Linked DNA regions of Zea mays: region 1 is linked to region 2. A link is a contact called in public Hi-C data. All regions are on one chromosome and are shown on one strand. Each heading gives the region's core, a stretch centred on a gene start, on an enhancer-like site or on the middle of the called end of the contact. The rest is flanking DNA. Distances are from core to core; before and after follow the strand shown. Region 1 holds the start of LOC103646607 (3-oxoacyl-[acyl-carrier-protein] reductase 4-like). Region 2 has its middle 62 kb from the start of TRNAK-CUU.

Region 1 (3,928 bases), core at 969-3,468, 430 kb after region 2:
ACGTTTTTTTAAATAAAAAATATAATCGTGTCGGGTCGGGCCAGCACTACGGGCCAAGGCTATAGCCCAAGCACGACACGACGTTCTTGATTCTTGCAAGCATTAGATCGTTTCTGAGACCACATTGGCGCAATGGACTACATGATGTTTGATGTTGCTGAATTAGATGGAGCAACAATGATTTGTCACACTAACACTAAAATGAAATGTTATTTATTGGTTTTAAACGTTAGTAATTGCTACGAAGTAGCATAATTTATATGGAACGCATCCAGTTTTATTGGTGCCTGTCTTTAGCAATCACTCCATATTTTGATCTATCTTTTTATAAGTTTGAGTTCACGCGACTTATTTTAGAAACTTGAGCTCACAAACTTTCTCTTATTTGGTCTCTGTACGATGGAATTATGTCATTTTATAATCTCTGTTCGTTCAGTCAGTCATTATGAACTCTCTTATAATCGCTCAATTCATTGGCGGTATTACCAAGACATATTGCATGAGGTAAACAATAACATTAGTTAGCCAAATCAAAAAATATTATACGGAGAGCGGAGACAATTAATATAAAATCTTGAAATTTTTTTATGGATAATTTAGTGGGTATTATTGTAAGTCGTCGCAACGCACGGTCAACCGAACAGTATGATTTACAAAGCTGAACAAATACATTAAAAAACCGTTAAAAAAACTACGATCAATCCAAATCAGACAGTGGGCCTTCTCGGCCTACCGGGTGATGAATAGCAGAGCCCCGGGTTTGGACCGGCCTTCGTCCCGGTCCCCTTCCTCGCCGAGAAATTTGCCATTATGGAGGTCCTCAGGTGCGGCTTCGACGATTTGGAGGCATAGGCGAGGGATTCGCTGTTATGAAAAACTAGGGAACAACCCACACTCCAAAATAGACATGACCACACCATTACACGGATAGAAAAACGATTAGTATCGTTAATACCGTCGCCGTCTCCAGCGCCGTGAGCGCCGTCGAGGTGTCCCTTCTCTCCTTCACCTAGGAGACATCTCCCTAGTCCCTTCTCTCCTCTCTCGCACCAGGCCCGCCACCACCATGGCCTCTCCTTTCCCCTGCCCGCGCCTCCGGCCGGCGCGTGCCGCCCCCGTGCTGGACGACCGACGAGACACTCGCGCTCGCGCGGGCCTACACCGCACGCCGCCTCGCCGTCGGCCGGGAGCGCCTGACCTCCGCTGACTGGGCCGCCGTCGCCGCGGCCGCCCCGTCTAAGACGGCCAGGCAGTGCCGCCACAAGGTCGAGAAGCTCCGCCGACGCCTCCGATCCAACTGCCGCCGCCCGTGCCCGCTCCTCGACGCCATCGACCTCCTCGACGTTCCTTCCCCGCCCTTCTTCTCCAAGTCCCAGTCCCGATCCACGTCCCGGTCCTCGTCGCCGCCGGCGGCGGCGGTCTCTTCGCCGTTTCCCCCTTCCCCTCCCGCATCCCCGCCCAGAAAGAGGCGGCGGGACTATGCCGGGGACGAGGAAGGTGTGAGCGATGTGGTGGGGGTCTGAGGGCCATCGGAGAGGGTTTCCTGCGAGCGGAGGAGAGGAGGATGGAGGCCGCCCGGGAGACGCAGAGGATGCGGATGGAGATGGCGCTTCGACACCTTGATGCACAGAGGAGGCTCATGGACCTCGGCCGGGGCTGGCGAGGCTGGTCGACCACGGCTGGGGCTCGCACACCACCGTCCTCGCCGACACGATGGGGTACATGGACCCGGAGTGCATGGTCACCGGCAGGGCCAACGCCGAGTCGGACGTCTACAGCTTCGGCGTCGTCCTTCTGGAGATCGCGTGCGGCCGGCGCCCCCTGGTGCCTCGCCACGGCGTGGGAATGGTACGGCAGAGGAGCCATCCTCGACGCCGCCGACGCACGGCTCAATGGCGAGCTCGACGCCCGGGAGGTGGAGACGGTGGCTGCTAGGGTGCGTGCCTGGTAGCGAGAATAGGGAGAAGGAGAAGGGTAACGGATGTAGAGACGACGTGAGTATCACTGATTTAATCATATACGTTATCTTGTAATGGTGTGGTTATGTTTATTTTGGAGTGTGGGTAGTCCCCTAGTTTTTCATAACAGCGAATCCCTCGCCTACGCCTCCAAATCGTCGAAGCCGCATCCCATAATAGCAAATTTCTCTTTCTCGCCTCGTGCGCTCCGCCCGCTGGCATCGTGCTCGTTGAGTTTCCAAAGTCTCAGCCACCCCAGTATACTCCTCCGGATCCGTGTTCCATCACGGCTACAAAAATACTCCGCCTGCATCTCCAAAGCACACGGCTCCCTCTGGTTTCCCGCCTCCTCTTCACCTCCTTCGCGTCCCGACGCTCCCTCATGGCCGCCGCTGCCGCAGCAGCAGCAGCAGTTTCCTCCCCGATTGCTCCACGCGCTGTGGCCGCCGCGGCCTCCCGCCGGGGGTTCGTCACGTTTGGTGGAGGCGCCGCCCGCTCCTCGCCCACGCTGCGGTCCGGCCGCGGGTTCTCTGGTGAGGGCCCCCTCTCTGAGCTGATCGCTTGTGTACCGTAGCATGGCGAGCGAATGATGTGTTTTTCATACTTTCATATTTTGTGAGCTGGAATGCTTGCTTGGTTGCTTATGCTGCCTAGGATCCACGATCGCTAGGTGAAATTTTGTTTAGTATATGTGGATTAACGAGCTCATGTTCAGGGTTACTTCTGTTTTGCTATATCTGCGTTACTAAGTAGTAACTGGAGCATCATGAATTCGTGATGGAGTTAGTCAGGTTGTGTGTAGACAGTCTTAAACAATTCATTTTGTTTTTGAAATTTGTAGCTTCCATTTCCTTAGTGTTACATTTTGTTAAATAAACATGAAAAGTCTGACTCAGATTACCTATTGTTTAGTTGGAACTTGGAACATGTTCAGTACCTGTTCTATACACAATTTGGTATGGAGTAGTCTGTATAGAAGCAGTGGTCGTAGCAGAACCTACTAGTTGAATGTCCATGCATTTGGATCCGAACAAATAAAAGGATCATATTAGCCTCACATGTCTAGGTACTGCTGTTGGGCTGAGCCTAATGCCACAGCATTAGTCTTAGATGTTTTGGGCATTTAATCAAGATCTGTCCCAGTCAATATTGTGCTTGGCTGGCATGCTTGGCCTTCACGGCAGTGACCTGCGATCTCAAGTGTGGCATAAGTGTCTCCTCACTCGTGATGGCTATGTTATCTTTCGTTTGGCTTGCTTACCACACCTAGCCTATGCTATTGTTTCATCACATGTAGAGGTTGGATAGCCATGTACAGGGATTGTGACAGGCAGACTTGCTTGGTGGTAGCAACACCAAAGAGTCTCATGGAGGTTGGAGGAAAGGAAAACAGAAAAAAGAAAAACCAGGAAAAGGCAAATGAAAAGAGACATGGGCGCTTATGAGTAGACTCCCGTACACATCCCTTCTCATTTCATGGTCATGAGTAGACTCCCACTAGGCAGCCCATGAGTAGACTCCCATACACATCCCTTCTCATTTCATGGTCTCACGGAGACATGGACGCTCATGCACGCCGCCTAGGACCATAGTCATAGGATGTAAGTAGAGGGACTCTAACTCTCATCAAGATGATGACACGATGAGTTGGGGCAATTTTCTGTTTATTTCCTCAAACACTACACAATGCCATACCCTTAGAGGGGTTGAGGACACATATTTATAGCCCTAGGGGCTGCACTACCACACCTTGTCACACACACTACACAACAGGATTGTCCTCTAGATGCTAAAGAGACTACAGAGGACAGTCAAAAGCGACTGTTGTCCTCTAGATGCTAAAGCGACTACAGAGGACAGTCAAAAAGCGACTGTTGTCCTCTAGATGCTAAAGAGACTACATAGGACAGTCAAGCTGTCCTCTAGATGCTAAAGGACTACGGAGGACAGTCAAAAGCAGGCTGTCCTCT
Region 2 (4,153 bases), core at 631-3,130:
ATTATGGCAAATCTATAAAGTTACTATAGCAGTATCAAGTTACTTAAGTGACTTAGCCCTAGAACCATATGGAACCTAGTGCAAAACATATCCAAAGTAAGGCTAACCGATTTCCTGAATTTCGGACTGGGAATAGTAACCTGAACACTGAAATTCAGTGTGTGGTACTTGGGTTAAAGTCCTTTTGTGATCAGTCTAGAGGGTTTGAGGCTGGGTGTTATGTAGACAGATTAAACACCATAAGATGGTGATTAAATGTTCTTAAGCTAGGTGGGTTTGATCCTGTGCAAAAATTAGAGAAAATGTTTCTCAAAGTTGTGCTGTCAGACTCGTGATCACTGAATATCGTTCAGAGTAACTCACTCTGAATTTCTATCTGTTGGCTCGATTTTGAGGCCTTATAAAGACTATCCTGTGTAATTAGGAGCCATGTTTGTGTAGCAAACTTGGAGAGATAGTATTAGTGAACAATTTTTCTTATGGGGGCTTGGCTTGATACCACATAAACCTAGGAGAAAAAGATTCTCAAACTACCTCTGTCAGAAGGGAGATGCAGATTTTGGGTAGTAACTGTAGGCTGAATTTAGAGAGCTGGAATGGCACCAGTGTGATGTAGCTGATTTTTGGACGCCATAACTTGGGATTTACGCAGTTTCGGTCCAAGACCCCTATTGTAACTTTGAAGAACCTTGTTTGGTGAACAAGTTTTGTTAACATAGATTGGTCTGCCTTTAGTAAAAATAGGGAGCAAAGAGGGGCTAAACTGAGCAAGTTCAGTCAAACGATGAATATCAGAAGGGCCTGAAATATCTGAAGAAAATATCCTTGCCCGCTTTGGAATCCAGGTGTGTCCAAGTGAAGTGAAGATAAGCCAAAGATGGTCATGGAAGGATAACTTTGGGCAGGATCACTGCCTTGAGGATTAAGCCGGGGAGGTAAAAAGATCTAGCCTGCATGTGACACTTGCTTGAGTGCTCCATGCTACGGTGTCATCGGCGGCCCTACCTCAATGTGTCTCTATATTACGTGGTGTCCATGCACTTGTGTCGTACCTTAGTGACCGTGGGTAGCCAGTCGTGCCGTCGTTCCCTTAAAACCTAGCGAGAGCAATGGTGATGCACTCAGTGCCTTCTGGTGTGATCAATGCCGCGAGGAAGAAACTAAAATTCACCGTGCCCTCACCTCCTTGACTCAAATTATCTGTGCACCATAAACATGTTATCCCTTACGGTTGTATAGCCTGAGCGTGACCGTCTATCCTCGCCTAAGTTCACCACAACATCCATTGATCATGTCTGACCCTACCGTGCGCGCTCACCTTCGCTTCACCGTGGCCAGTGCTCTCTGAGGTTACCGTGGTCAAGCTTGTGTGTGTTTCTGGTTCCGTTACATAGCAGGATCCCCGGAACGTCGAGTCGTCGTCGGTGAACACCGCTCAGATCCATCACGTCCTCTTGGTCATTATTCGAGAGAGTTTCGAGCATGTTCACGAGTTGACTTGCTTCTCGGTTAGTCCCTTGAGCTTACCTAGTCCCAACCATGAACTCTACTGTGTCATTGCATATAGCCGTGGCCTCGTTAGTTCTCTGTGTTCGCCATTGGCGCCGATAGATAGGACCCAAGACCAAGAGGGTCCAACTATCCTTGAAGCTATTGCCGATTAGGGTCAGGGATGGAACTCAAGTGCTCGCTACCCCTGGAGAAGGTCGCCAGCGGGAGTTTTGGTAGCCGCGGCCAAGTGTTCGACTGGTGTCCTCCCGGGGTCTCGATGTTGCAAAGAAGGAAACAAGCCGGGACCTTTCAGTAATATGTCATCAAGAAATGTGAATAGGGCTCGGTGTTCTTTCCTGAATAATTAAATCTCTAGGGTTCTCGCGGTAAATTGCGCCAGCGGGCACGAACGCGCTCAATATCTGTGTAGGCTTGGGTCAGTTGGGCCGATTTCAACCCAGTTCTGTTATAAGGTTTTCCTTTTCTTTTTGCTCATCAATTAGGAAATCTGTGCAAAATTGTAGAAAAATGGGAAAATCATGGGATCAATTTTTCTAGACTCCTAAAATCAGGTAGTATTTAATAAAAATAATTCCAAGATCTTTATTTGAAACCATAAATTATGTAGCATTTAAAGGTACTTAAGTGAGGCCTTTCAGAATTTTAGAAATAGTTTAATAATCCCAAAAATCATAAAACTTCTTGGGTAGACTTAATATGTTTGTTATTGACTTTGAGTGAAGTTTGAATTTTTTTGGACACTGTTTGAATAGGAAATCAGTAATAAGTCCAAAGGATTAACCATTTTAATACCAAGTAAGTTAGAGGTAGTTTTGTAAATAAAAATTGAACTTAGTAAACTTACCATCACTTGTTAGCCTAAGAAGTTTAGTTAAGTTAATCTTAAAAGGGTATCTAGCTAAGAAGTCTTAATGGCTGATAAACACTGTGAAGAAAAGTTGTATCCAAGACACAACTTACTATCTTCTTGTTATACACTTACATATCCATGACATAGCATAAGAATTCATATGCATGTATTGTTGCTGTTGGGGACTTGTTCTCAAATGCTATGAATTAAGAACAAGGCAACACAAATGTTAATGGTTAAAAGTCCTTTGTCCTTCGAAGCATTATTTCCCTCAGGATATAATGATCTTAAGACGAAGGTCATGAAGGACATACCTTCATCATCGCAGTATATGTTAAATGAAAGAAGAGGCATATGGAATATAAGAAACAACATGAATAATCATATGACATTGTTAATATATCTCTTTTATATTAACACGGATAAACAGAAACAATATTGAATTACATTTATACCTTCGGCTTGACAGAAGGTAAAAGTCCAAGCGTGACGTACGAATGAATACAAGTCAGCGTGAACGATATGGGGGTACTGTTCATCTATTTATAGGCACAGGGCGTAGCCTGTGTAAAATTACATTCATGCCCTTTATGTTTACTATTGACTTAAGGACAATCCAACGAGGACTAGATAGCCTTTTCCCCTTTAGGTCGGTTCCTTTTTCTGCCACTGAGCCGAATCTCCCTTGCGCGTAGCTTCGGAGCTGCATCATCCTTCTTCTCAACCATGCTTTTCATATTGCGTATAGTTTCGTTCCGAGTTCGAAGGTACCTGTACATATATTACACTTGGAAAACATTGTTAAATCATGTTTTTTGAGGACCTTCGGAAGACGAAGGCCCCCAACAGTAGCCCCTCGCAGTATTAATTTGTTATAACAACGAATTCAGACTGCGACGTGAACGAAGGCCTTAAGCCGAAGGTCCGAAAAAACATCTTCCCTTTGCTAGAATAGCAATAGTCAATGACAGATGGGGTCCACCAAGTTGCAAGGCATTAGGCGTATAAGTATGAACCCACACTGGCAACATTTGACACGCCATTTCCACCATTTGCTTTATTTTCTCAAACTTTTTAGCTCTTGCTCACTAGCTCTCGCCTGATTTTCAAGCTTTTCGAGTTTTGGTTTAAGGACGTGTTTTCACCATGTCTGAAGAGAAGATGACTAAGGAAAAGAAAATGACTGCAGAAACGAAGGTATCTGAGGAGACGAAGTTGTTTGAAGAAAAGAAAATTGTGGATCCTTTTATTATCGGGTTTGTTGAGTCTATGTCAAAAACAAACACAGAGAAGATTACTAAAGAGATTCTAGAAGGTTTGTCTGAAGATACTGATGATAGTGATAGTTATGATGTGGAGAGTGGAGACGAAGACTCTGAAGATCGACCCTGGCGACCAAGCCATACTCTCTTCGGAAAATCAACTATTAAACAGAGTCATCTTGACAACATGAGAGGAAGGTACTTTTGCGACATGTCTATCGTGAGAGCTGGCGGAGACAACACCGCCCCTGCTCCGGAGGCAAACGAAGTTGTTATATACCGAAGCTTCTTAAAGGCAGGTCTTCGGTTCCCGCTGAGCAAGTTTGTGGTTGAAGTGCTGAAGATATACCAGATCTTCCTTCATCAAATCACCCCCGAAGCTATTATTAGAATGGGGATTTTTGTCTGGGCTGTAAGAAGTCAGGGGCTGGAGCCAAGCGCAATGTGCTTTCGTAGTATGCACAAGCTTTTATATGAGACGAAGGCTATTGGCAAAGAGCAGTACCACAACAACTTCGGTTGTTATGGA

Evidence for each region. A called contact is a pair of places that touch in the nucleus more often than the background predicts.
Region 1: a contact with region 2 is called in a Hi-C map of leaf, with 5 times the contacts expected there. The contact joins the promoter of LOC103646607 here to the enhancer-like site in region 2. A contact is called at or near these places in 3 of 25 Hi-C or Micro-C datasets (leaf, tassel and an unstated tissue).

Annotation. Positions count from the first base shown.
Region 1 is chr2:78,873,734-78,877,661 of Zm-B73-REFERENCE-NAM-5.0, forward strand. LOC103646607 (3-oxoacyl-[acyl-carrier-protein] reductase 4-like) reads left to right here and starts at 2,219. Exons shown (of 11, transcript NM_001327911.1): 1 at 2,219-2,491. The coding sequence starts at 2,341. It also overlaps the pseudogene LOC109939285.
Region 2 is chr2:78,446,726-78,450,878 of Zm-B73-REFERENCE-NAM-5.0, forward strand. No RefSeq gene overlaps it. Among protein-coding and RNA genes, the nearest start is that of TRNAK-CUU, 62 kb to the right of the region's middle. Within about 2 kb of position 1,881, at least 10 of the 20 cell types and tissues checked have an H3K27ac peak or open chromatin away from gene starts, as enhancers often do. A contact at or near this core is called in leaf, where this site is marked.